Linked DNA regions of Mus musculus: regions 1, 2, 4 and 5 are each linked to region 3. Evidence: chromatin contacts called from public HiChIP or PLAC-seq and promoter capture Hi-C data. All regions are on one chromosome and are shown on one strand. Each heading gives the region's core, a stretch centred on a gene start, on an enhancer-like site or on the middle of the called end of the contact. The rest is flanking DNA. Distances are from core to core; before and after follow the strand shown. Region 1 holds the start of Grhl3 (grainyhead like transcription factor 3). Region 2 holds the start of Nipal3 (NIPA-like domain containing 3). Region 3 holds the start of Il22ra1 (interleukin 22 receptor, alpha 1). Region 4 holds the start of Hmgcl (3-hydroxy-3-methylglutaryl-Coenzyme A lyase). Region 5 overlaps Stpg1 (sperm tail PG rich repeat containing 1).

Region 1 (5,679 bases), core at 2,428-4,927, 150 kb after region 3:
CCCACTGTTAGGTGAAGATTCTAAGCAAGAGCCACGGAGTGACTAAGTGACAATAACTGCCATTGCTAAATGACGTGCAGGTCTGATATCTCCGCTCACTGCTTAGAGTGAGGATGTCAGCTGACGAGAGTCTTCCCTTTATATGAGCACATGTGTGCACGTCTCTCTGGGCCTAGGTATGTTCTCAAATGTCATCTTTCAGGCTCCGTCCATCTTGGATTTTTTGAGAGAGGGTCCTCAAGGGCATGGACCTCACTGAGTAGGTTAGGCTGAGGAGACAGTGAGCTACAGAGATCTGCCAAGGATCTGCCTTCTCTAGCCCCTAACTCCAGGGGTTTACAAGCATGCACCACCACACCTGGCTTTTTTTTTTTTTTAATGTGGGTTATGGGGATAAACTCCGGCTATGTTTGCACGGCAAGCATTTTACTGACTGAATCATCTCCTTGGCCTTCAGTCTTGTCTCTTTATCTCCACCTCTGCCCTAGGAAGGACAGGAACCCAGTGGCGGTGTAGTCTGTAGGCACTCATTTTGGCTTAATCACTTTCTGGGGTGGGGGTTGGGCGATTGCCAAGGATCAAACCCAAGGCCCACTAAGTCTTTACCACCCAGCTCCGTGCCTGGCCTCGTTCAAAGGTGATGGTGCTGCGGGACTGTGTGGAACCTCTTAGCTTGCATTAGCAAGCTCAACACAGACTACTTGGCGGGGAAGGAGAGTCCAATCTTGCCATTACAGTTGCCACAGAGCACCTCTGTTGGGCATTCTACACTTCAATATCTCCTTATAGGCTAATAGGTATTCCTGAGATCTGGGTAGTCATGGAGACCTGGGATTTTAAGAGGAAGGGCTGTTAGCAAGGCTGTCCCATTGAGTGTTGCTGTGTGGTAAGTGACCCTGGGGGCTGGTGCTTATTCAGCATAGTGGTCCTAAGGGGGTGGGGGGTGTACCACACTCTTCTGCAGGAAGTGAATCGTAAGTGGTCATGTGCAGCACAAAGCGATTCAACTTGTGAGGTTGGAGCATGGTTTTGTACCCAAATACAGATGAGGAAACTGAGGTTGGTCACTGGCCCAACCTTATGGTGCTGATAAGGTGCCCGGGCTGGGACTCAAACCCAGCTCTGTGTCTTCTATCAATACTATGCCCTAACAGGGGTAATTTTACACGGAATAGCAAGCTGTCATTACTTAGTACTGTTAGTGGATCTAATTGTGTTTCATCTGATTGGCTGGTCTATGCTTATAATTTCTTAGAGCAACCAAGAGCTGGGATGTCCATGCAAGGGCAGTGATGCCAGCCTCCCCTGGCCCTGGGCTGCATCATACCCCCAAGGACTAGGAAAGGCAGGCAGCCAGACTTGGGCAATATCACTTCAAAATCTTGGCCTCTTTGAGCTGTGGTGGCAAAGGTCTGTGTTGGCCTTGTCACATGGCTGGGAGGACTCCCGGAACCCTGCACACCTGCTCCTTGCATCCGTGGTACCTATCGGGGCACCTTCTGGAGGCTTCCTGTGTAAGGAGTCACAGAGACCCTCTGATGATCTCTAACAATGGCTGTGAGCACAGAGCCAGGACCCAGAGAGGGAGAGGACCCGTTTATAAAGCCCAGCGAGCACAGACATGCCACCCGAAATCCCAGTGTCTCCCCCCACCCCCCCACAAGCTCAGCAAGCATGAGTCACACCACATCCATTGCAACACGGCTGACAGAAACTCTCCAGCCTTTCATGAGGTGAGTTAGTCAGGGAGAAGACTACAAAGAGAAGTGTGCCATCCTTTGGGCTGCCGCGGGCCTGCAGTTCTTCTCAGCACCGTGACTGCTGTAAGCGATCGCTCAGAGCCAGTCACTGCTCACATTGCCGCTGCCTTCAGCTATAGTGAGTGATCTGCATCCCGGTCCCCTCATCTCACGGGATGATAGCAAAGTGCCTGACTCACTTTGGGTATTGACATGATGCATAAAGAAGGCTTGGCACGATACCTGATCTACGCAACATTCACAGCACCTACTGGGAGCCAGACACCTAAGCCAGTGCTGGAGAGTAACCAAGGCAGACAAGGCCTCTTGCTCCTACGGAACTCACGTTCCAGAGGGAAGGGAGATAGACACCTGATGATGTGAGAAAATCCGGAAGGGCTTTGCAGGGAACAGAATAAAGCCATGTGAAACCTGAGGGCTGGATGTCTGTTCTCACAAGCATTACTGGAGAGAGAGCTAGCCGTGTTAGCAATCACCATGGTCCTTAGCTAACCTCAGGGCTCCTTAGGGGTAGCCCTCAAACAGATTCCAATGGGAAAGGACTCCGATCAGTCTTCAAGCCCGGTAGCCCATCCTAAGCAGGCCCTCCTGAGTTATCAGATAGGGCTTCTCAGGGTAAAGTCACCTTTCCTCCAGAGGAACGCTCAAGGTGAGGTACCCAGGAAGAATGAGCAATGAACTGGGGGTGGAGTGGGGGGGGATGGTTGGGAGAGTGGGGGATGGGGAGAGTGGGCATGGGGGCGGGGCTGAGGGTATTGGTAAAAGAGTAAGCATGAGATTCCAAGATTCGCAGCTTAGATCTCTTTTCCTATGAACCCCATGGAAGCTCTCTGTTTCTGCTGGTACTTGTGGGCATTTGGGGATGACCACCCTAGGTTGTTCATAGCCCATCCCCCACCATCCCCTCGCCTAAGAGGCATCTCCTGAGTGCCTAGCACAGAGCACTTACAGTGTACTGGCCAGCTAAGACTCCTGAGGCAACCACCTTCAACTTTTCCATCCTTTCTGGGCTGGCCAGAGGCATGTGGTCTGCCCACATCCCGTTCAGATTGGCATCGCACAAGATGAAAGGCTGCCCTGCCCTAATTCCCTGATTCCCCACCCCATCTCTCTCTCTCTCTCTCTCTCTCTCTCTCTCTCTCTCTCACACACACACACACACACACACACACACTCATGCACATTGGGGGAGGGGGGGCTCCTCCTGAATAGAAACCAGCATTTTCTTTCCCCGCTATTGCCCCAGAACCCAGAGCGAGGAGACCTTGCACACTCGGTACTTAGTAAATGTCCCCTGTCAACTGAGGCCACCAACTTCAACTCAAGGAGTAGCTAGTCTCCCAGATGACTGAACGGGTCTCTGACACTGGCTCTCACCCTTAGGCAAGGCACCCTGCCTCTCCAACCTACATTTCCTCGATCACCTGTAGAGGGCATGGGGTTGGTTGGGGTGGAAGGGAGAGTTGACAGAAAGTCCTTCCTAGCTGGTTACTGGGAGAATAGGAAGAAATCACTTAGCTAACAAGACTAGAACCTGTGGTGTTTGTTACCCGAAGGGGAAAGTTCTGGAGAAAAGAGAGGGGACTCACAGAGAGCTACCTGCTCTCTTCCGTGAAATTTTCCGGGTAGAGAAGGTGACTATAAAGAGATATGGTGTCTGTGGGGAGATGTTTGTGGGATCCAGGATCCGAGCGATGAGATGGACAGAGATTTCCCTTTGAGCCAAGTACCTGTCTGTATTTTTCCTCTAGTTCTCCCGTTCCTTCCCAACGTTTGTCTCCTCCCTTTTCCCTCGTCTCCACCCCCTCACCCCCTCAGCTAAGAAGGAATTGGCCGGCTCCACCCAGTCAGCCCCCCGGAGCTCCGCCCCTGCTGGTGGGCCAAAAGTTAACATCTGCACCTGCTGTGGTCTAGCTGCAGTCGGCACCTGTGCTTCCAGCCAATCAGCGCCACCGCAGCCGGGGACCGCTGTCAGCAAAATCTCAACATCCAAAGCGCAACGTAGAGCAAACGCTTCCCCGGGCAGGAAGGGAATGTCTGTGTCAGAGGAGAATTAAGAGACGAGTGGTCAGCAGCGCCTGCGAGCCAACCAGAGACGGATCGCTGGAACCTCGGAGAAGGAAGATGTCGAATGAACTTGAGTGAGTAAAGCCACGGATGTCTGGCCTCCCGGCCTCCCCAGCACACCGAGGCTGGCTGGGATTCCCTGCAGAGGGAAGAGCAAGGGAGGCCGGGCGCCCGGATTCACACGGCAATTTGTAAGGGTGAATGAATGGGCTGACGATCCTGCCTTAGCGTGTTGAGGCACGTTCAGCTCTCTATCTAGAGCTGACTGTTTCCCTGGGAAAATAGTTTTTCTTTCTCTCTGTGCTGAGCAGTTTCGAGGAAGGCAAACACCCGGGCTGCCTGAAACCGTGAATCTTGGCATCGCTTTTTGATACTCTGGAGGTGCCTTGGAAATCAGAGACACTCCCGCCCCAGGGAAGCTTTCTCTCCTCTTGCCAAAGGGAACGTCTTGGAGGTGGTTCTCAGAGCTGTCTTATGCAAAGAGTTGAGTTTCTCTAAAGGTCCTTTATGTTGAGTTGGAACAGTCCCAAGCGATCTGGCTACTATAGTGTAATGGCTGTATACATGGGCTCTGTAGTGGCTTTCCTTAGGTTCAAACCCAGGCTCCGTCTCTCCTCCGCTGTTCATTCTTAAAAAGTCGTTGGACTTATCTGAGCTTCATTTTCCTGATTTGGAAATTTGGAACAAGAGAACTTTGTAGAGTTCTTAGGTGTGCTGAAAGCTGTAAAAATGCTTACCAAAGAGAAAGGGGTCTGAAGTTGCGTTCAATAAATTGTGGTCAGTTTTATCCAGAGGCAGTGCTAACGCTGGGGAAGCCGAGGACTAGATTTTGGTGAGGTCATCTGTGTTGTCTGGCGAGAGGCAGGTGCATTCCTGCCCACATCTGGGATCTAGAATCCCTTGACTGGCTGACGCTGACCTCACTCTCAGCCTCAGTATCAGGTACAGATGTTGGAGAAGACAGAAGTCGAGGGTGTGAGTCGCTTTAAGTTGTGGGCAAGGAGCTAGCAGGAAAGAAACAGACTTCCCCTTTCTCCCCTCTTTAGCAGTGACCCTCTTGTTGTTTCCTCCCCTTCTCTGTCTCTCTCTTTGGAGCTTTTCCTCAGCAGGTTAAGAACTCAAACGCTTGCAGGCAGAATTGATGGGTCCTAACTGCAGACAGGAACCCATGTACCGGCTAGCTCTGGGGTGTGTCCGGCTTGAACAGCCACATCTACTGTCCAACCACTATGGTTACAAGCATCAGGTTTCTTTTTTAATAGATTCTCAGGACACTGTTTTGACAGTTGAACCCCAATTAAAGTAAAAATAGAAACACAGTGTTAGGGCCCAGATTCAAGCCCCAACCCCTGAACTTATTATCTGAGTGACCCAAGCCTGCATCTCCTGGACTGTGCGTGCTGTGACCAAGTGGCAGTCCTTACAGGGTTCAGTTTTATGACAGTGATTGATTTAAAGCCTGTTAGGGAACATGCTAATAATGCCTTTCTCCCTTTGTGGAGACATTAATAATTGGGCATTTCTGAAGCTTTCTTGCTTTTTATTTTTCTATGCTTTACACACACACACACACACACACACACACACACACACACACACTTGAGACACACGTCTCCAGCACACTCACGCATGCCAATTACAGCTGCCTGCGGAGGCTGCAGAGAGAATCTTTTCAGGTTTCTCCTCAGGGGCTATGGAGAAGCTGGCTTACGGAACAGGTTTTCTGCTAGTGTCCTGAATGGTTTGGGTTGGAAGTCGGATGGGCTGACAGAAGAGGCTTCTCCGTTCAGGAAAGCCTGTGCCTGCTGAGTAATGCAGGTCAACTTTGAAGCTACCATTGGAGATTACAGTG
Region 2 (5,733 bases), core at 2,428-4,927, 230 kb after region 3:
CAGGGACCAGGTTTTCAACAAACAGGCCTTGGGGGCCATCCAAGCTGCAATGCTAATGCACTTCAATTCAGAAGACTAGAGTTTGTTTCCACTGCCCTCCTGCCTGCAGGGCAGCCTGGAAATTGCTCCCTCCCTAATCGAGGTAACTTCTCTCAGGGACTACATTATTGGGCCACCTGCTTGTCTGAGATCTAAAGAGTTTTCTAATCCATGTGGCTGGGGCTATTATTCTGTTTTTTCTTTTTTCTTTTTTCTGTTTGTTTTTTTCATTTAGTTGTCAATAGCATGTACACAGTTTCATCTCCAAAGCAGTTAATTTTTCATGAGCTGACTCTGGATTCATTTTACCCATACGCCCTAAGGAACTCTCCCTGTCTCTAAATCTTAGTGAATGGGGGAATTGAGTAAGCAATTTTAAGTCCGTCTAGAACTTTCTTCTTCACTGTGTGTTCCTTGATGGATTCTTCTTCGCGAGGGCAATTTGTATAATCTAAGATTTTAACATTTAATAAGATCACGGGAAACTATGGCTTTAAAACATTAAGATATTTCCAAACAGCGATCAATACTGACCAGAGAACAGTGCCTTTTACTGTCTCTGAAAGCAGCCAGTATTCACTAACCGCATTGCCGTGTGACCTTGCTGTTTTAGTAAGGACCATTTTTTAGCCCTCCCGTTAAGGACGCTGCTGTTGGAGAACGCTGGGAATGGTGTCTCATGAAGACAAAGCCCTGGTTTGTTCGGCAGCAACAGCAGTGGGACGTGTAATCCAAGCACTTTGAAATAGAGGCGAGAGGATCAGAAGTTCAAGGATAGCCCGATCTACACGCTGAGTTCTAGGCCAGCTTGGATCATATGTCCAGACCCCTATCTCACAAAACAAAGCAACAGGGCTGGAGAGATGGCCTAGTGGTGAAGGGCACTGACTGGTTTTCCAGAGGGCCTGAGTTCCATTCTAAGCATTCATATGGAGGCCCCAAGCCATTATATAGCTCCAGTGTAAACAGACCTGATAATCTCCCTTTCCTGGCCACCACAGGCACCAGGCCTGTGTGTGCTACAGAAACAGACAGACAGAGAAAAATATCCATATTCATAAAGTGAAAATTAATTTTTTTAAATGACAACAAAAAATTTTGGAGTGATGTTTTCTCCTTTAATGCCAACATGAAAAGGTGGATGGATCTCTGTGAGCCTAAGGCCAGCCTGGTTTAAATAGAGCTTTCCAAGCTAGCCAGGACTACATAGTGAGACTTTGTCTTTAAAGAAAAAAAATTCGGGGCTGGAGAGATGACTCAGAGAGAGGTTAAGAGTTCAATTCTCATGAACATGGCAGCTCACAACTATAACTCCTGTTCCAGGGGCAATCTGACAACCTTCACACAGACACACATGCAGTCAAAACACCAATGTACATAAAATTAAAATAATCTATTTTTTAAAAGTTGCAAGAGATTTTTAAAATTATGCTTCTCACGCAAATTATCAAATTTTTGGAAAATTTTAAGAAAGTATAAAACTGTCAAAGAGTACATTATTCTACCACCAGAAGGAAACAAGTATCTATCTTGCTTTCCAGTCTTCCATGGAATGCTGGTACAGTTGGTAGAGAACAGATATAACCTAGCTCTGCCCAGGATGCTGCTTGCCAGGTGAGCCTCCTGCACTTGATGGGTCATGACGGATGGTCACGGTCTAGCCTGATTTCCTCCAACTTGAAACATCCCTACTAAAGGATAGTGGAAGGCACAGGAGATTCAAAAGACCTTTCAAAGCCCCAGGAGATTGACCCATTAGCTATTTTGCTTGGTGAGAGAGTGTGTTCAAGGCCTACATGGAACTGTACCAACTGGTTAGTGGCTTCGAGAAGCCAGTCTCACCCTTTCATTTGGCCAAAATGGAGTCCAGAATAAAGACTTGCTGAGGAAGACGCGGGAGTACCAAAAGGGTTCTGTTAGAGCTGGCTCTTGGAGGTTCACCCACCGCCCAGTTCTGAGACCCCCTCAAAGACTGAAGTAGGGGCATCAGATGTCCAACCATTCACCGGGCCCAAGGGGGAGCTCTTTTCACGTTGGTACACTGAGGGCTTAAGCTGACCCACTCGTACCCCAAGTGGCACCTTCTGGCATCCGAGGCACCACCCAACTGGCCACAGAGATTCCGCACGCACCCGGAGTATGGAGGTCTCCGTGGGTGTCCCATGGAGTGCGCGGAATCCTCCTCAAGACCTCAAGGACCGGTCCCTTAACAGGAACTGGTTCCTAACTAGTCAATCTATCCCTCCCGCCCGGTCGCTATGGCAACCACTGGCCTAACATTCCAGAGTCCGGCGGCAGGCAACTGGCTAACTAGCCAGGGGTGTCCTCTGTGTCTTTAATGTGAAAAGCTGTTGACCAATCGTTGGAGACGTTTCAAAAACCAACAAAAAAAGCTACCAGAATTTTGGGGTTCGGATTGACAATGCTAAGGAGAACCTGTTAGGCAGGGAACTAACTATTAGGGTTTTTGTTTCTGGGGTTCAGTTCCCTTTTCTTGTTTGTTTGTTTGTTTGATTGTTTCGGTTTTGTTTGGTTGTTGGGTTTGTTTGGTTTGTTGTTTTTGTGACTCATCGAAGGAATAAACCCAAGTGTTCCTACCCATCCATCCACACCCTGAGTGTGAGAGCAGAAAGGTCGATGACATAATTCCCCAAGGGCAACCGTGCAGTATTCCAAGAGCCCCTTACCCGTTTCACCGCAGCCACAGTGCCTAGCCACAGCCCGGCTTAAACCCACCAGCGTCTTCTTTAAAATTATGGGATAGTCCCCTGTTAGAAACTGTCTCCCGCTTGTTCCTCAGATCACATCTCCTGCCACCCACGCCTCAAGAAAAAAAAAAAAAATCTCGCACCGACCCAGTTGGTCTTTGGGCATCTCCCATAATACAATATGGCAGCTCCATCCTCTCTTAAACTCTCCCTCCCAGTTCTACCGCGTTTCCATCGCTGAGGTCTCCCCAATGTCATTTCCTCGTAAAACCTGTGTGATCTCAACATCTCCCCCAGAGGTTGCTGTGCGGCTCTGGACTGAACGGCGCGTGCTGAAAAATGAGCGCGCTGGAAGCTCCACGCGCAGGTTCATGCTCACAGCCGAACCCCTGGGAAACAGCAGCGGGCGGGGGAGGGGTGCGGGGGGGGGGACGGGACTACTAGGATGATTGACAGCCTACCGGGGCTGCTGAGCTGCAGGCGTACCGGGAAATTAAGGACGCAATACAGCCAACAGGTGGGACGCAGGCGCAGGAAAGAAGGGGTACGCACGGTCCCCGAGACGTGTCAGGGCTCTGCTGGGTTTCGATACTGGAGCTACCTGATGGAAGCAGCAGGGGCGCCGCCCGGGACGGTCGGTGGCAGTTAGCGCAGACTGCGGGGGGACACCAGGCGGGCTGCTTAAGCCCAGCCTACTTGTCCGGCAGGTGGAGGTGAGCAGCCATAACTTGGGGACCAAAGCAGCCCGGACTTCTTCCTTTGGCCGCTAGAGGGGACTCCTCCAGGTGAGTGTCAGGTCGCCCCTACGCTTCAAGCGAGCTTGGCGACGCAGCCAATTATTTCAGGATGTCCCGCCCATCCCCTCCCGACAACCACTCGCCTGCGCAGAGGCTTCGCCAGCTTGGGACTGGCAGGCAGTGTAACAAATCAAGTCTCCACCTTTGAAAGCAAAACACTGCAGCCCCTTGGAAACTCGGAGCTGGGAAGGGATCCAAGAGGCTGTACCTAGGGGTGGCACGGAGTGTCCGAGTCGCTTCTCCGGAACCTGGGATAGGTGGATCTAGAAGGAACGTCCCGGGTGAGTCACGGTCATGACTGAGGGAAGGGGTACTTGAAATCAGGCTTGCTGTTTTGATCCCCTAGTATAAATATAGTCTCCCTTGTTGTTGCCAGCCTTGTCAGTTTGGGTTCTGTTGCCTCCGATTTTTTTTTTTTTTTTTTTTTTTTGTCTCTTCCATATTTTCAAGGAGGGTGGGCACGGGTTTGCCTTAATGAAGGAGATGCTGGGCGTTACCAGATGAGGAAGTGGAAGGCCAGTACTGCCGGCTCCAGCGTGCAGGAAATAGCCGGTGCGACTGGCAGGTGGATGGAGGGAGCTCTGTGCTTGGTACTGAAACAGAGGTGTGTCTCTCCGAGAATGTCACCCCTCAGTGCTCAAAAGCCCCGGGAAAGAAAAGCTTGGCATGAAACCGACGTTCTTTGGTCAAACTGAATCGTCAGGTGGTGACAAGACCTCCATGCACGCACGCGGGGGGGCGCGCGCGGACACACACACACACCCTTGTTTTTAGTTACAGCCAATTTCATGGCCGCGAGGCTGTTATGCTCGCTGGAAGACTTGCTCGGTGGGGTTAACGGAGTTATTCATTTAGATGAGGCCGGGGGATTCGAGTGGAAGCAAGCACTTTGTGAATTCTCTTGGGTCAGTGACCATAAACTGTGACTGTGATTGTCAACACTGGCTTGGCTGTGTGCCTCTTGGACATATGTCAGCCTTGGACCAACAATAAACCATCACCAGGCCAAAGTGTGAGCCTTATAAGGGAATGCAACTTACAGAGTCCACGGAGGCTTTGGGGTGATGCTACACGGCAGTTCAAGGAGAATCTTCCTCCCTCTGTCTTTGGGTATTCAGAGCTCTGGGGGTTCCCTGGGTAGAGAGGGGAGTTGAAGCTACTGTTTAAAAGCCAGTGACTCAACACACACACACACACACACACACACAGAGGGGTGCGGTGGGGGGAGACAACCTGCTGTCCTCCCTAGCTGGTTCCCAAGGCCTGTTTGCATTTTCTGACATCCTGTGGGTGGGGCTGGGTATATCTGTTTGTGGCCATGGGTTCTGAGTAAGGCATTCTTTTTTTAAACCACAGTGTATCATGGGCATTACATTTGGTCGAGTGGGCATCTATGCAAGTTACCTTGCCAGGCTCTGAGCTAGGTTTCCAGGAACAGCAGAGGACCTGACAGGTGCCTTCAATCCAGGGCCCCCTCAACTCCAGGCTGGAAGCAGCCCTAGGTCTCTCCCAGGTAGAAGGAGCTCTCGAGCACCCCCATATTAACGATGTCAGGACAGAGATACAGACATTTAACACAGAGTTGCTTTCACACACATGCAGTCTAATCCAAGAGTAATTATAATTATGCCCTCCCAGTCTTCCCAGAAAATTATGGTTCCCAGTTGATCCTATATGCATTGGATCTAACATATCAAAAAACATATGGGAGGCATCTTGCAGAAATACTGTCTCAAATGATAGCAGCAGCAACAACTTAACTTTAGGCCCTTTGACAAGGTGCAACCTGGGCAGAGAGGTCTTCATGGCTGCCCTGTACTAAGCTGGCATTTGGTGTCTGTGCCTGTCTGTCTTGTGACATCAGTGCATGCTGTTGCTTTTCCTAGGTGTGGAACAGGAGGTAGAGGGAACTAGAAACTATGTGATGCGCAGGTTTTTAAAACCTAGGCCCTCAACTCTTTCTTGGGTAGATGCCTGGGAGCTAAGAGCATAGATGTATGAATGAACCCTATAGGGTTACACTGGGGAGTGGGCCCACAAGATGGCTTAGTGGGTCAGGGTAGTTGCGGTTAAGCTTAATGAGTTGAGTTCAATCCCCAGGACCACTATGTAGGATGGAAGGAACTGGCTCCACCAAGCTGTCTTCTGTGCACCTTAGCACACCACATCCCATCGGATTTCCGCGCAGC
Region 3 (5,423 bases), core at 787-3,286:
GCTGCAGGTCCCCTGGTCACACCTCCCTGAATCTGGGTCAGTCTGGGGCAGCAGCTGTGGCCATCTTTGTTCTCCAGTCCTCCCTGAAGCTCACACAGTGGGACCTCGGGGACAGGGTTCGAGTGTTCCCACTACTTTTACCCAATGTGACATCTGAGCCGAGTCGCCCTGAGATGTGAATAGCATTCTGCTTGGATCCTGGGCTGAGCAGATGCGAGGCCAGTTCTAGAGCACTCTGCTGGGGTTCATAGGCTGGGGTTAGAGAGACCAGCAGAAGGAATGTAGGCTTGAACTGTGGCCTTTGGGTGGACATGGGGGTGAGCCCCAGGCAGGAGAGAGGGGGTAGATTTGAGAGAAGGCTGGGGTTTGTCTGCAGTGAGTTTAACCTCCCCTCCTATGGTTAGACTCTGCTGCAGAGCATGCTGGTACTAGGACAGTCCTGAGTAGGATGTCTAGGCTAGGAGAAGCTGGGGGCTGAGGCTTGCATACCCCAATAAAGAATTGGGGGGGGGGACAGCAGGGGAGGGGAGGAACGGAGGAGGGTTTTCTGAAGTGGGCTAAGTGATCTTGGCAGAGCCTCTCCTAGCTTAGGGCATTAATCAGCCTTCTTCTCCCTCCTCCTCTTTTTCCCTCTTTAAATCTGTCCACTTCCCCGCCTGTGTTGTCCCTACACTTCCTGGTTGAAAGTCTACATTGTGAAACCTGGAAAAGGAGACCTGTGGTGGGGAGTCTGGCTGTCTGGCGGCTTTATAAAAGACAAGTTTCACATCTGTGTGGAAAAACAATGTATCAGCTGCCCTAGGAGCTAAGGAGAAACGCACCATCTACAGTGACCTGGAGCCAGCCAGAGAGCTGGGGCCGGAGCCTGTGTCTGTGGCTAAGGCTAGGGTTCTGCACCACAGGGCTCCTTTCTGCCCCCTTTTCCCTCCATCTTAATGGGTCAGGAGATCCATGGCTCCACCCTGGGATGTAAAAGAAGATGCTTCAGAGAATTTGGGGACTGCATCTAATCTTCGCAGTCTGCCAAGGGCTGGAAAGAAGCTTTGCCGATGCTAAGGATGCATACACACTGTTTGGGCAATAGGAGCCAGAGCAGTGCTCTTGCGATCTCTCTCTGTCTCTGTCTCTCTTGTTTTTCAAGATAGGGTTTCTCTATCCCTGTCCTGGCTACTCCCTCTGTAGACCAGGCTGACATCTACCTGCCTCTGCCTCCTGAGCGCTGGGATTAAAGACCACCTGGCTGCAAGTGTGTGTCTTTAGGGACCGTATTATGCACTACTAAGCAAGAAGGTCCATGAGATGGCTGGACCATTTCCTTCCAACATGCCTCAGCCCTGCCTCCTGAGAGAGAAGCCCTGGATTCCATTCAGGAGAACAGATCAAGCCCCTGTCTCATGTCTCACAGGTATGAACCCCAAAGTTTATTTGATGAGACCTGACAGCCATAGTCCTTAGTCGCATTTGCACGGACACTCTAGTGACTTATTGCAGCCTTCTGGCGGCTGCTGGAGAGACCTGTTTTTTACTGATCCAGCCAGAGGGGCGTGAGGAGACATGGATGGAGACAGTAGCCTGACACCAGCTTTATCTAGCCTGTTGTCCCCTCTTGAATGATAAACAGAGCATGAAGCGGCACCCCTGAGGCCAAGACTCTACCTACTCAGCACCCTGAGTTCAGACAGCTGGTCAATCAATGTCTGCATACTTGAAGGTCAACTGAGACCCTTTAGGAAGCCAGGTCTGGGGTACTCTCTTCTCTCCAGCTACCTGGACCAGGTCATCTCCATCTCCAGGAAAACTTGCCACCCAGTCCAGTGCCAGCCGGGAAGAAAATGAAACTGGCTGCTAAGAGACTCATGGGGCAGGAATAGGCAACTGTGCTCCCTAGCTGCTGGGGTAGGAGGATCTGAGGACAGGTCGAGAGGTACTTACCGGCCAGGGATCCCACCGTCAGGATGGTCAGTAGTGTCTTCATTGGGTCCCTCCAGGGCCCCTTCGGGCCTCGGCTCTGGACCCCTGCACAGAGGCTGGGGTGTGTGTGAAGTCTTGCCGCTTTGGCAGCTGGCCCCGCCCAGCCCAGGGCGGGGAGAGGAGAGCAGAGTAAGACCTGGGCTCGTGGGGGCAGGGGTACAAAGGTGCCTAGTCGGGTGCTGAGGAATTCCAGGACCTGGGCGAGATCCAAGGGAGGTTCCTTTCTTGGGTGCAGACAAGGCACCAGCAGCGGAAGGGCTTGTTTATCTGGTCTGGTGACTGATTCATCCCAAGGCCCCTGGTGGTGCGGCCGTGCACCAGAGAGTTAGGAAAGGCAAGGCCGAAGAGCAGTCTTATCAGTCCGTAATTGGCTCATATCAAAGCCTGCCCCGGGTGTGTTGCATATCGTCTGTCCTAATAATTCCATTACAAGAGGATTTATCCCAAGGAAAAGAACAGGACATGAGTAAGAGAATACCTTCAACAATGACTTCTTGGCTTGATTCTCGCTGGTGGAATTGCAGGGAGCTCAGTGCGCCCTTTTCCTCCCCGGGGGCTGAGCAGTGTGGTTGGAACAGCCTCCTCCTGGCAAGGCTGCTGAGGTGGGAGGCCCAGGCAATCTTCAGCCGGAATCTTGGACAAAGAATCTATAAAAGGGGGTGGGGGTGCGGGGAGGGACTGGAGTCCAGATGACTCAGTGGGTAGAGTGTTTTCAAGCAAGTGTGAAGACCCTCAGAACCTAAGTGAAGGTGGATTGGACAGATGGACGTGAAGTCCAAGTGTCTGTAATCCCAGCACTTCTGTGAGTGGATCGAAGGCAGAAACAGGGGGATCTCTAGAGAGCGGTGGTTCTCCTAGCCTGCATTTGCAGCAGTGGGCACCAAGTGATGCTGTCTCAAAGACAATGGGAGCTAGTACTGATGCTTATGGCGTCCTCCAAGCTCCTCGCGGGAGTCTGCGCCCGCTCACACAAACGCGCATGTGCAGGCACACAGAGAAAGGGAATCTTAACAAAGGGGGATTCTTCCTGCCGCATTCGAGGGGAGGCAGTGGGGCAGGACTTTAGATTGGAGGATGAAGGTGGAAAATGCTTCCCCAGCTCTCTGCCACCTCGAAGAGCCGTCCCGGACATCAGTGTCCATGCACACCGGGGTGGACCTCGTTGCCGGGCCCCGGAGATGATGTAAGAAGCTATTTGGGTTAGGTTTAGGGTGCATGTGATAAAGGTCCATGCTTTGTAGCACATTTGCCTGGCCCCATTATCAACTGCAGAACCAGGCCAAGGTTCGGGTCAACCTAATTCACTTCACATGAGAACGCAGTAAGTCACACTGAGCTGGGCCCTTGGCCCTGGGATCAGCGTTTTAGGCGGAATGGGTTCTGATCCATGGGAACCTGGGCTTAGTTTTCTTCTCTGTGTTATAACCGTGAGCACTGAAGCTCTGCTCAAGTGTATCTAACCCGAGAGCCAGATCTTTGCTCTCCATCATTTGTAGAGACGACATTTCTCAGCATTGCCAGCTGCGTCCTGATAGGCTGAGGCCGAGGGAGGCTCTGGATGCACGCTGGAGAAGCCAGGTGCTTCTCATTCACTGTGACCCCACTGGGTGGCACGCCAGCAGCGGCTGTGTCTCCTCTGGAATCCTTCCAACCATGTTTTTCCAGCCCTGGTACTGTCCCAGTTTGTTCTCCGTGCTGAGATAACCACCGAAGCTGAAAACACCGTGGGAAGGGTTTCATAGCTCACAGGTTGCAGCCCAGCACTGAGGCAAGCCAAGGTAGGAACTCACACAGGGCAGAAACCTGGAGGTGGGAGCTGACACAGGAGCCACAGAGTGGTGCAGCTTGCTGGCACGCCTGATGGAGAAAAATCACTGGTGGTGTTGCTATTACCATGCTTGAGATTCCCTCCTGTCAAGTGACCCTACTCTATGTTACACTGACCAAACCAAACCAAAACCACAACAAACCAAAAACCAAACAACAACCAAACCAAACCAAAACCAAAATGAAACAAAGTCAACCAAACAAAACCAATGCAAAAACAAACAAAAGCAAACAACAACAACAAACCAAACCAAACCAAACCCAAATCAAACCAAAAACAAAAAAAATAAACCAAAACAAACAAACCCAAAATCAGCCAACCAAAACAAAACTCAAAAGACAACTGAGGACACAGGTATCAGGCCCCTTTGTCCTCTCCTATTGGTGGAAGGGCGGGATAGCACTTTTCTGTGGGGATGCTGGCTGCTTCCTAGTTATGACGGGACCCACGGTCTCTTTTCACTTGAGAACCAACTCCTTTGTAGTAAAGTCTCTTGGCAATGGACTATGGTATAGAAAGGGGCTTCAATGACTTTAAGGACAAGCTGGGGTAGGAAGATTCCATCCTGAGGCCTGGGTTACAGTGTTCCAAGAAGACCCATGGTGAGAGGCGACAGTGGTATGCCGAGATGACTGGCCAAGAGGACAAGCTGCCAGAAAGGCTTTCCTTGGGGTTTCTGTGGTGCAGAAGAGGAAGGAATCTGATGTTTTCTCGCTCTGTCTAGGTCTGTGCAGGAATGAGGGCAGGTGTCCCATTGACTGTGTGCTCGCCATAGCCTAGAATCATCTGAGGGATTCTCAGCTGAAGGATTAATTGCCCAGATCAGATTGGCCTGCAGCCATGTCTGTGAAAAATAGGTTTGGATAATGATTGGTATGGGAGAGCCCAGCCCACTGTGGGCAGCACCATCCCTAGGCAGGTGGGCCTGGGTTGTGTGAGGAAGCCAAGCTAGCTGAGCAGGAGCCAGTGAGGAAGTCAGCACTCAGAACTCAGATCAGGACTTCAGGGATAGGCTGTGGCCTGGAAGTGTAAGCTGAACCAGCTGCCTTCCTTCCCAGGTTGCTTTTGGTCATGGTTTTCATCACAGCAACATAAGGCGAACTAGATCAGGAAGTAGAATGTTAGGGAATTTGGGCTCTGCAGGGAAAGACACTTACTACCTAGCCAAACAACCTGAGCTGGATCCCTGGGAGCAACTCACACAGAACACAGCAGTTCCTACTGAACCCCACACTCAGCTGCCATGGCACACATGGCTCCCACAAGCACACATACAAACCAACAACATAATTTAAAAAGTAAAATTGAAACACTATCTTGTGTGTGTGTGTGTGTGTGTGTGTGTGAGAGAGAGAGAGAGAGAGAGAGATCCCACAAGAGCAAAATGGCACTCAATGTTTCAAAATGGGGCTTTGGTTAAATAAATAATGGTTTCCATCCAAAGTAAGATGCAATGGTTACTCTTGATTGTCAGCCTCGTTGGATTTAAACCCACTGTGATAGGGGAAGGGGATGGCCCCATAGGACAGATATTTGAACACTTAATCACCATGGAGTGAAACTCTTTGTTAGGATTAGAAGGATTAGGAGGTGTGGTCTGTTGAAGGAAGTATGTCACTGGGGG
Region 4 (5,216 bases), core at 67-2,566, 220 kb before region 3:
AGAAAGAAACTTTGTCTTAGATAGATAGATAGATAGATAGATAGATATTATGACCCACCATGTTACTTAATTCTCATTCTCTCCCCCTCTCCCCCTCGGGTTTATTTCCTTAACTTTTCACGTTGATATTTGCCTTTTCATTTGATCCCTGAGCAATCATTGGAAGTGGGTAGACTAAAGATGCAGAAGTGGCTTTCTTTTTCTTTCCCATTTTTTTTGTTTTTGTTTTTTTTTTTTTTTGTTTTTTTTTTGTTTTTGTTTCTTTCGACACAGGGTTTCTCTGTGTAGTCCTGGCTGTCCTGGAACTCGCTTTGTAGACCAGGCTCCCCTCGAACTCAGAAATCCGCCTGCCTCTGCCTCCCGAGTGCTGGGATTAAAGGCGTGAGCCACCATGCCCGGCCAGAAGTGGCTTTCTGGGCTTTCTGAGAGGCACCCACGAGCTGCAAGGAAAGTAGTTTTTCCAAGTGCTAATACAATGCCTAAACTCCCCAACATAAAATCGTAACAGCGCCATCACAGAGCTGAGGGTGTAGCAGTGACGCTGGCGCTGATCGCTCCTAAGTCCAACTCTCACAAAGCACCACCACCGACTGACTGGTCACTCACTAAATCATCCTGAGACTCTGCATTTTACGTATAAGCAAGCTGAGTACACACCTCTGTCACTCAGCCTAGAAAGTGGCAGATCACCCGGACACCAGTTTGCGGTTTAGCCAGCACAGCTCTTTTTGCCCCCCCCCCCTTCCTTCAAATAACTGCGCGTGGTCAGAATGCCAGGACCAAACATGCCCAAAGGACAGTTCTGAGGGAATCCCTGTCCGGCCCACGCGATCCAAGTTCTCCCCAGGCGTCCATAAAAGCAACAAGGGCCGAGTAAGGCGGCAGACAGGGATGCTTGTGTTTCCCACACTGAACACTGTTTTCCACTAATGAAGGGCCGGAGAGATCCGAAGCTCAAATAGGGGAAGGAGTCAGGGTCACCGTAAGGGAGGTAGGACGCCCAGGATGGTGTCCCCGGTCTCCACAGTCACAGCGGGTCGATTCTCTTCCCGCCGCCTCAGTTTCCCCGTTTCTTGCAATGGATCTGAGCCAGACCGGCTGGGTCCGGAACTCTCAAATCCTCCCGGCAACAGTCCCTCGAGCGGTCCCGCTCCTCCGCCTGTCACAGCAGCTGAGGAGGCCCGCCCGATCCCATGACTGTCACCCGCCTGGGGAGCACTTACAGCCCGGAGGGACGTCAAGCCCACCAGCCTCCGCGGGAAAGCCTTCCTCACTGACGCCATCTTCACTCCGGAGGCCAACCCACTGGGCACCACGTGACCGCCGATCCCTCTGTGGGCGTGGTTAGGGCCGGAGGCGGTGCATCGCTCCTCTTGTGAGGCTCCCAGTTTGGTTCCTCCCCTCAGCCTGTCTGTTTTCTTTTCCTACTCCCCTCTAAGTAGCTCTACCCTCCAATCATGCCCACTCCATGATTTTCTGAACACGTGTCCCATGAAGAGCCATGACATTTGACAGCCCATGTGTAGATCCCGAGATTTTTTTCACCTCCACCTGCTTCCCCCACGTCTTAAATCACGCCCGGTTCCAATCCAGGGCCATTTATCTGCCTTCTGAAAGGCGTTGTGTTCCCAGGGCGTGTTGGGGTTGAAGATGACTGGGAAGCTGGTGGGCCAAGCCGATGGCTCCTTTAGTCTTAAAGGAACAGGGAAGGCAAGAAGGCCTAGGTTAGCGAAGGACTGCTATAACTGTGGGCTTCTAGGGGCTACTACTGGTGCTCGGGTGACTTGTGAAACCCTGAAGCTAGCCATTAGGAAATCATTGTGTCCCTGTGTATACACTGTCTTACTTCCTTCTTGTCTTCCCGTCCTCAGCCTCAGTGGGGAAGTCTTCAAATGACTAAACATGCGTGTGCATCATGCAGAATGGCGCAGATCCCGCCCCAAAGGTTAAGGTCACAAAGTAGAATATAAAGGTTCACTGTGGAGCTGGTGAGATGGCTCAGCGGGTAAGAGCACTGACTGCTTTCCCGAAGGTCCCGAGTTCAAATGGTGGCTCACAACCACCTGTAGTGAGATCTGGCCCTCTTCTGGTATGTCTGAAGACAGCGACCATGTACTTATTAAATAAATCTTTGGGCCTGAGTGAGTGGTGGCCGACTAGAGCGAGCAGATGTCCTAAAATTAAATTTCCAACAACCACATGAAGGCTCACAACCATATGTACAGCTATAGTGTACTCATATACTCCATGTAGACCAGGCTGACCTAAACTCAGAGATCTGCCTGCCTCTACTTCTGCCTACTAAGTGCTGGAGTTAAAGATATGTGCCACGATGGCCACCAAAGTTTTAAATTATTACTAGTGTATTTACTTCATGTGCATGGCTGTTTTGCCTACATGTAAGTCTATGTAGAACACCTGTGAGGCCATAAGAGTGAAGCAAGAAAAACATCTTTGCTAAATCCTGACCTGACCTTGGGCTGACATTGAGGTCAGCTTGACCCTCAGGCACTTACAGGAATTTTTGCTAACCTGCTCTGGCCTGCTTTTGTAACCACAAGGCTTTCTGCTCCCATCAAGCAAAAACAAACCTGTCTCCACCTCTACTTTGTTTTTTTTTTAATATTTACTTATTTTATGTATATGAGTACAGTGTAGCTGTACAGATGGTTGTGAGCCTTCATGTGGTTGTTGGGAATTGAATTTAGGACCTCTGCTTTCTCCGGCCCACCCCACTCACTCCTGCCCAGAAGAGGCCGTCAGATCTCATTACGGGTGGTTGTGAGTCACTGTGTGGTTGCTGGGATTTGAACTCCGGACCTTCAGACTCTTACTTGCTGAGCCATCTCACCAGCCCTGTTTTTTGGTTTTTGTTTTGTTTTTGTTTTTCCGAGACAGGGTTTCTCTATGTATCTCTAGCTGTCTTGGAATTCACTCTGTAGATCAGGCTGGTTTCAAACTCAGAGATCCACCTGCCTCTGCCTCCCAAATGCTAGGGTTAAAAGTATGCGCCACCACCACCTGGCTCCCTTTTTTTTTTTTTTTTTTTCCCCAGACAGGGTTTCTCTGTATAGCCCTGGCTGTCCTGGAACTCACTCTGTAGACCAGGCTGGCCTCAAACTCAGAAACCCACCTGCCTCCTTATTCTTACTAAAAGTTCATATCCTGTCATGCTTGCTAACAGCCATCACAGCTACATCAATGAGAAGTACCAAAGTTGTGCCTTTCCCCTTTATAAGCCCCCTGCTCAGAGTGTAAGCATGCAATATCAGCACTTAGGAGCTAAATGCAGGAAGATTAGGAGTTCAAGGCTAGCCTCAGCTACATGGTAAATTTGAGGACAGCCTGAGCTACATGGGACTCTTGTTTTAATTGTGCACTGTAGCTGTATTCAGAGACACCAGAAGAAGGCATCAGATCCCATTACAGATGGTTATGAGCCACCATGTGGTTGCTGGGAATTGAACTCAGGACCTCTGGAAGAACAGACAATGCTCTTAACTGCTGAGCCATCTCTTCAGCCCGGTGGCACGTATCTTTAATCCTAGCACTTTGGAGGCAGAAGTAGAAGGATCTCTGTGAGTTCTAGGCCAGCCAGGACTACAAAGAAAGACCCTGTCTCCAAACAAACAAACAAACAAACACAGGTTCAAAAATAGAATGGGGTCAGTTAGATGGCTCAGTGGGTAAAGCACACCTGAGGCCACAATTTAACATCTGAGACGTGATTCCTGGAGTGCCTGTGCCTGCAGGCACACACATGCACACGCTGGAACAGAAAGCATTCTTAGGGCTGAAATGATACTGAGAACAAAACCTACATTGGAAAGGAAGCCAAGAGGCCTGGGATGGCAGCCTGCACCTGCAATCCCACTGGAAGAAAGCAGCCACCTCTAGGTGGAGTCAGGCCCTTAAAGGGTTTAGCCGATGTGGCAGGATCTGGCTAGGGGACACTCCTAGGAAGATGTTGTTTTCCTTCCTAGAATTCCCACCCCTAATGCAGTCCCCACTGGCCTTGTAAGCCACCATGAGGTCTAGTCTCCACTGGATCTAGTCTAAGCCCCTGACTTGAGAGGTGTAGTCGCCTCCCACAGTCCCTTCCTCCTCTTTTTTGGCAGGACCATTTCTTGGCTCTCGGATGCTGCTCCAGAGCCTAAGCTGCAGGGAGGCTCCCAAACAGTTCGGGTTTCCTTGTCCTTTTTTACTGGGCTCTGGTCCCTAGGCTGTGGCTGCCTCCAGGCATCTGGCCTCCTGCCTTATCTCTAGCCAGGAGCCTCGATATTGGCTCAGTCTCCTCTCCATCCTCTTCCTTCCTTCCTTCCAGGAAGCTGTGGGGTACACAGCTCATCTGCCCTAGGCTTCTTTCAAACTAATCCATTGCCCTCAGCTTTGGTTTGAGTTAGTTCTTTGTGCTTACAACTCTGTTTGCGCTTGTTCTTAAATTTTATTAATGAAACTGAGAACCCCAAGAGGGCACCCTGACTTTCCCAGTATCATATGAGGCTCCACTGGGACCTCCAAAGACTCCTGGCAACTCATCTCCACTGCGTCTTAATTCTTTAATTAGCAGAGCAAATGGACTTGCTCCTGAACCTCTAAACCACATCACTTTGAAGCTGAGGCAGGAAGATCCGGCAAGCGTTTGAGGCTAGCCTGGGCTACACGGTGAGTTGCACAAAGACCTAAGCTACAGAGTGAGATCCCGCCTCAAAAGACGACTAAAAAAAATAGTGATTCTCTCTCTTCCCATCTTCCTTCCTTTCTTAGTTAAAAAAACAAACAAACCAAAACCAAAACGAAACAACCCTACCCCCCCAAAACCAAAACCAAACTAAAACCCCCTAAACCAACCTAAGAACAACAAAACAAAATAAAAAGTGAAGACACCACTAGGTATCTCAGGGAGAAAGTGCTTGTTCCAGCTTCCAGTTGTAGCCTCATGACGGGTTGTCCAGGTAGGAACTCAAGAGAGGCCATGGAAGACTGCTTATTTGTTCCTAACAGGTCACTCAGCTTGCTGTCTGTCTGTCTGTCTGTCTTTCCTTCCTTCCTTTCTTTCCTTTCTTTCTTTCTTCCTTCCTTCCTCTTTTTGCTTTCTTTTTTAAAGATTTATTTATTTATTATATGTAAACTACACTGTAGCTGTTTTCAGACACACCAAAAGAGGGCATCAGATCCCATTACAGATGGTTGTGAGCCACCATGAGGTTGCTGGG
Region 5 (5,436 bases), core at 248-2,747, 210 kb after region 3:
CTACACAGGGGTGAGTGGGAGAAGCGGGCTTCTTGAAGCCCCTGCCACCCACCATCGTTACCTACGATTCAGATTCTTGCAACCACGGTCACCCCGCCCCTGCCCCAGCATGCTCATAAATGCTCACTGTCTGACCTCCGGTGTTAAAATCCTGTTTCCCCGGGCTGGTGAGATGGCTCAGTGGGTAAGAGCACCCGACTGCTCTTCCGAAGGTCCAGAGTTCAAATCCCAGCAACCACATGGTGGTTCACAACCATCTGTAACAAGATCTGACGCCCTCTTCTGGAGTGTCTGACAGCTACAGTGTACTTACAATAAAAAAAAAAAAATCCTGTTTCCCCATGCCTTGAGCCCCTCCCTGCCCCGTTGGCAGCCCACCCTCTCCACACAGACACTGGACAAGGGCAGCGGTGACCTTACATTGTAATGGTTTGGGGCAGGGGTTTCAGATTTTTCCACTTTCATGAAGCTTGGCAGCTGGAACATGCTGGAACAGGAATTGCTGAAGTCCTTCTTGGAAGCCAAGTCTGACCGGATGGTATACGCGTTGGCAGCGGGATTTTTAGAAATGATGGGGCCCAGCCGGGCACACTGAGGAAGAGGAGGAGGATTAGCATTGCCAATCGACCCAGGGGCCGGGAAAGACAGGTCAAAAGCAAAGGTCCCTGACCATTGTTATTTGCTTGTTGGTTTGCTTGTTTGTCTGATTATTTGTTGATACAGGGCCTCAGTCTGTAGCCCAAGTCGACCTAGAGCTCACTGTATATAGCTCAGGCTAGCTTCAGCCTTACATAGGCTAGCCTCAGCCTTGGAGCCTTCCTGCTGCCTCGCTTTGGGAGTGCCGGGGTGTGGGGCACTAGCCACCATGCCCAGCTTACAAGCATGTTTTTCCTTAAGAGGCGAGACCGTAGCAGGTGCCAGGGGTAATCAGACCTCGAGCTTTGAGGGCTCAATCTTGGGAAATGCAAGTTCAGACCTGTTCCAACTTCTGTAAACTAACTCAAAGTATTCGTCACCTGTTTGGGACCTGGAGAGAGTGACTTTCCTGGCGTCACATTTTCACAGTGTCCTGTGCCCCACCACTACGCCCGCCTCATCAGCTGTGGGGTGACTCCCGAGACAGGAAAGGTAAGACTGCTCTCCATGGCGTTCTCATGGAGCTGCTTCAGGGAGGGACAGGGAGGCTCAGAGAAGGCCGCTTGCTCACGCCTCCTCTCCCTACTGTGTTCTTGCCGGGTTTAGTGGCACACACGTGTGGTTCAGGATTCAGGAGGCAGAGACAGGGTGACTGCAAATTTGAGGCCAGCCTGAGCTACACAGTGAGACACTGTCTCAAAAATAATAAATAAATAATTATCACCCAGACCAACAGCAAATAAACAGCAATAAAACCCTAAAAGACCTATGCTTCAACAGAACCGATCCCATCCCTTCCGGGAGAGCACAATAAAGTATTTTCAGTTCAAAAACAAACACAATTCGTGTTTGCCAAATGAATGGGGGCAAAAGTCACAGAAACTCGATGATAACATCTCTTTGCCCTATGACAGCGTGGCTGGTATTAGAGTCTGATAAAACAAGAGCGTTCCCATGGCTTTACAGTGAAAGGCTCGGGAACACTGCCGTGGGGATTCTCCATTCCGTGGAGGTTAATAGCCACATACACACAGGGGAGAGGGCTCGTGGGGGTGGCTCTCCACGGTGGTATGAGGGTAGGAGTTTCGGCAGAAGCCAGGCTGTGCTAGTCTGATTCTAACCCGGGTTCAAACCCAAGCTCTGGTTGCGGCGCTCCCCAGTGTTCTCAGCAGCAAAGACTAAACCTGCAGCAGCCTTTGGTTTTTGGCCAATCCTTTACCAAGAAATTCAACTCTGCTAGTAAAGTGGTGTGGGACCGACATGTTCGTTCAGCCAGGCAGTCTTGCCTCCATCTGGTGACCAAGATCAGCCATGGCGTCCAAAAGAGAGATCAGCGGGCTCTGCCCTAGAGAAATTGCGAGCGTTTCTTTCCCATCCTGGTGTCTTTCTTGCCTTCAGAGATTTATTGCTTTTATGTTTGGGGGCTGGGGTGGGGTGTTCTAGAAACTTTCCAGTGACACCGAGTTCGCTGAGGTACCATAACAGGATTAGTGTTGGCAACACCCACTCCCCTGCATTTCTCTGTCAGGCCTGTGGTCTCCACTCGACCCCATGCTGCCACTGGAGAACTTCTCCCAACACATATGAAATCCACTGTGCAGTGGCAACCCAGAAAGGCCACCAAAGTCCCCACCCATCTGCCTCATTTAGCTTCCTGGTTGTAGAAGATTCTAGAATAAAAACTCGGAATGCCTTAGTGAGGTGGGTGCTTTATATCATTTGAACTTTGAGGGGTGACAAAAGGTTGGGTGTTGTCCCCATGACAGTCATGAGGAAGTGTGTCGCGTTTATAAGCCCACGGACATTTCGGGGTGGCCTCACCCTGAACACATTCCTCCTGGGCTCTTATGATCTCCCTCTGAGGCGGGAGGCTTGAATTCCCTGAGTCTCCGGATCCGGAAGTGGGGGAAAGGCTCTCTGTCTCTCATTGAGGTTGGACAATGTGGGCTGCAGCCAGGTATTACAAACCCTTAGGACCCCCGTCCCAAGGAACTCACACATTTACAAGTGTAAGGCTGGGGCTCAGACATCCTAGCACTTCAGGAGAGGGCCTGGACTCTATTCCTGGCACCCACATCAAGCATCCAGTTTCTAGGGACCTGGTGCCCTCTGCTGGCCTCTGCAGGTATCTGCAACTCCTTTGTGCCTTAGCTTCTCCGTCCCTCCCCCGACTCAACACACATAGTTAAAAACAAGCCTTGTATTTAAAACAAGAAATATAAAGCTGAATCTTAGGGCCAGCGAAGGGAGAGACGTCCCCCCTCTCCTTTCTTCTGGGTCATTTTTTTTTAAAGAGGTGAAAGACCTGATTGGATTGTGTAACACTCTGATCTACCAGGGCCTTCTCTCTTGGGTGAAGAGTTAGTTAAACCACTCAAAAGTCATGGCCAGTGAAGCCTGGCAGCGTCCTGATCCACTGGGCACTAATCCAGACCCTTCATGGTAGGGTAGTAGTGTACAGTCGGCCAGAGGAGTTCTCAGAGAGAAGCCAGGCGCTTTGGGCAGTCTGAAGGGTGACTCTGGTACTGACAGAGCTAGCTAGCTCCTGCTTGTTTACACTGCTCAGCAATTTCAAAGTCTTTCTCACTGCAATTCGCTCAGAGCCTCCAGGGAGTCTCTGAGGCAACTGGTATGTTGAAGGGTGGCGTGCTTGAGGTCACATTCAGGCTCCACGGCTGAGTCAGGATTAGGTCCCCAGGCCTGTGGCCAATGCTGGGGCATTGTGACGTGGCACCTGGATGGTTGCTTTGGGGTCTTTCTCCTGACGCGGAGCTAAAGACCTGGCTATCCTGTGACTTTGCTGAGGGCTCCGAGACCATGAGCCTTCACTCCAAAGTCAGTTTGCTCCTGAAAATTCCCCACTGCAAACCAACCCAACCCCCAGCAAGAGGTGGCCGCGTTTGGTGGGCCCTAAATGGTCCCTTTGTGTGAGATTAATAAGAAAATGATCCCTGGTGTCAGGCATTGTATCCATCTATGTAAGAACTGTCCCAGCCTTTACAGGGACAGGCAGGCACACGCATTCTATTGATGTTAGTCTCTGACCCTGCTTTTCGCCGACGCTGCTCCACCTCAGGCAACGTTGCTCTGGCTTGGCTCTTTCCCGCCCTTGCTTCCCTTAAGGCTGAGGCTGTAGCTTAGTGGTAAGAGCCTTGAGTGCCATCCTCTGCTTACACACCAAAACAGAAGGCAGAAGAACACAGTCTTCACTCACGTCTGCTCAGGGTCAGGGCTGTTGCATTTCTATGCTTGACTGCAAGAGTCCTCGACAAAGATGGAGTCCCAGGAAGGAACAGGAAGATTCCCGTGTCTCAGGCCCCATGTGTGTGTGCTCTCTTCCCCCAATTTCTCTCTCTCTCTCTCTCTCTCTCTCTCTCTCTCTCTCTCTCTCTCGGACTGTGTGTTCTCCCTCTGTCTCTGTGTGTGTGTGTCTCTGTCTCTCTCTGTGTATGTCTGTCTGTCTCCCTTGTTCTGTGTATCTGCCTGTCACTGTGTGTCTGTTTCTGTCTCTCTGTGTGTACATGTGTGTGTGCACGTGTCTGTCTGTCTTTCTGTGTGTCTCTGTTTCTCTGTCTCTCTCTTTACTGCCTCTCTGTCACTGTGTCTGTCTGTCTGTCTGTCTCTATCTCTGTCTCTCTGTGTGCATGTGTGTGTGTGCATGTGTCTGTCTGTCTGTCTTTCTGTGTGTCTCTCTGTTTCTCTGTCTCTCTCCTTACTGTGAGGGAGTAATATCTATGCCCTGAGTCCAGTGTAGAGAATGTGGAGGTCAGAGGTCAGCTCTCTCCTACCACGTGGATCTCAGCAATCCAGCTCTGGCCATTGGCTTTGGCAGAGCCATCTAATTGTACTCCTAGGGTTGTTTGTATTTTGTTTTTTGTTTTTTTTTCATCCAAATTCCCAATGATTTGAACAACCCAGTTATATGAAGCAAGTGTTAAAAATCATTTTCCTTTCAGGGAAAGCCACAGCAGTTTTCCCGGCATGCCTCAAAGCCTCGGGAAGACACCTGCTTCTTTCGATGGACAACTAAGGCCTAGTTTTTCTTCCTACCTCGTCCACACGCATCCATGGAGACGACCGGCGTAAGGTCACAGGGTCAGATTTACCTTTGTGAAATCACAGGAAGTGGCTGCTGTCTTAATCAGGACAGGGGTGGTTGGAGAGAAAGGACAGCTGCCCAACGTGTCATTATGCAGTGAACAGGGGAAATTACTGACCGGTCAACGCCCCGGGGCTCTCACCGTGGAGGGAAAAGTGCACGTTCCTCTCTTGGAAAGAGAGGCACTGCTGAACACTGGAGACTGGTGGATGACATTGTAGAACCCAGGGCCCGGGACGTCATCCTGAGAAGGACAAGAATGCAGTGTCACTGGGCACGGCAACTTCAGCATGCTTTTCCACCAGTCTTCCATCCATTAGCGCTAAGCCTCCCTCTAATCCTACAAGCAGGCTCCACCATAACAGAAGTGACAGCCTGGCTTCGAAGTTCCCTCACTTGCCCAATCTCTACCTCAGTGACCAATGGGAGGGGCCGGAGTTCTAACTCAGGCCGGGTCTCCCAAAGCCCTTGCTCTTTCCACAGAGGTGCCATCCTGAGTTCGACGGCAACAGTGCTTTGGGGAGATTTTGGTTTTCGTGTCATTAGGGAAATGTACTGGTGTGCATGTCAGCCTTCTCGGACTGGGGCAGCCAAGCCTGAGGTGAGGGGAGGGTGACCGATTTTACGGTAACCACACCCCACCTGACTCAGCTTCCTCCTGAGGCCTCTAAGAAGGGAAATTGGGGAGTGTTTCTGTTTAT

Evidence for each region. HiChIP or PLAC-seq counts read pairs in DNA pulled down with a chosen protein or histone mark. Capture Hi-C pulls out chosen DNA fragments and counts their contacts.
Region 1: a promoter capture Hi-C map of liver shows a contact between it and region 3. The contact joins the promoter of Grhl3 here to the promoter of Il22ra1 in region 3. A contact is called at or near these places in 3 of 115 datasets of contacts at active chromatin or transcription factors (embryonic stem cells and pancreatic cancer cells) and 1 of 9 other capture datasets (liver).
Region 2: a contact with region 3 is called in an HNF4G HiChIP or PLAC-seq map of pancreatic cancer cells. The contact joins the promoter of Nipal3 here to the promoter of Il22ra1 in region 3. A contact is called at or near these places in 9 of 39 promoter capture datasets (the C10 cell line, the HPC-7 cell line, cranial neural crest and 6 more), 13 of 115 datasets of contacts at active chromatin or transcription factors (astrocytes, craniofacial prominence, embryonic basal ganglia and 6 more) and 2 of 9 other capture datasets (adipose tissue and liver).
Region 4: an H3K4me3 HiChIP or PLAC-seq map of embryonic stem cells shows a contact between it and region 3, with 4 times the contacts expected there. The contact joins the promoter of Hmgcl here to the promoter of Il22ra1 in region 3. A contact is called at or near these places in 6 of 484 Hi-C or Micro-C datasets (the G1E-ER4 cell line, cardiomyocytes, embryonic stem cells and 2 more), 2 of 115 datasets of contacts at active chromatin or transcription factors (embryonic stem cells and pancreatic cancer cells) and 1 of 9 other capture datasets (pancreatic islet).
Region 5: a contact with region 3 is called in an H3K4me3 HiChIP or PLAC-seq map of intestinal crypt epithelium, with 7 times the contacts expected there. The contact joins the enhancer-like site here to the promoter of Il22ra1 in region 3. A contact is called at or near these places in 9 of 39 promoter capture datasets (the C10 cell line, the HPC-7 cell line, cranial neural crest and 6 more), 2 of 15 datasets of contacts at CTCF or cohesin (large pre-B cells and pro-B cells), 6 of 484 Hi-C or Micro-C datasets (bone marrow-derived macrophages, cerebral cortex, embryonic stem cells and 2 more), 7 of 115 datasets of contacts at active chromatin or transcription factors (embryonic basal ganglia, embryonic midbrain, embryonic stem cells and 2 more) and 1 of 9 other capture datasets (liver).

Annotation. Positions count from the first base shown.
Region 1 is chr4:135,571,630-135,577,308 of GRCm38.p6, reverse strand. It overlaps Grhl3 (grainyhead like transcription factor 3), which reads left to right and starts at 3,677. Exons shown (of 16, transcript NM_001013756.2): 1 at 3,677-3,901. The coding sequence starts at 3,885. It overlaps Gm30888 (a long non-coding RNA gene), which reads right to left and starts at 3,729. Exons shown (of 3, transcript XR_390832.2): 1 at 3,661-3,729.
Region 2 is chr4:135,492,522-135,498,254 of GRCm38.p6, reverse strand. Nipal3 (NIPA-like domain containing 3) reads left to right here and starts at 3,677. Exons shown (of 12, transcript NM_028995.4): 1 at 3,677-3,825. Stpg1 (sperm tail PG rich repeat containing 1) reads right to left here and starts at 2,268. Exons shown (of 9, transcript NM_030189.3): 1 at 2,109-2,268.
Region 3 is chr4:135,724,772-135,730,194 of GRCm38.p6, reverse strand. Il22ra1 (interleukin 22 receptor, alpha 1) reads right to left here and starts at 2,036. Exons shown (of 7, transcript NM_178257.2): 1 at 1,933-2,036. The coding sequence starts at 1,975.
Region 4 is chr4:135,942,548-135,947,763 of GRCm38.p6, reverse strand. It overlaps Hmgcl (3-hydroxy-3-methylglutaryl-Coenzyme A lyase), which reads right to left and starts at 1,316. Exons shown (of 9, transcript NM_008254.3): 1 at 1,224-1,316. The coding sequence starts at 1,283.
Region 5 is chr4:135,514,427-135,519,862 of GRCm38.p6, reverse strand. Stpg1 (sperm tail PG rich repeat containing 1) reads right to left here. Exons shown (of 9, transcript NM_030189.3): 4 at 4,878-4,979; 5 at 421-591. Among named protein-coding and RNA genes, the nearest start is that of Stpg1, 21 kb to the right of the region's middle. Within about 2 kb of position 1,497, at least 18 of the 459 cell types and tissues checked have an H3K27ac peak or open chromatin away from gene starts, as enhancers often do. A contact at or near this core is called in intestinal crypt epithelium, liver and trophoblast stem cells, where this site is marked.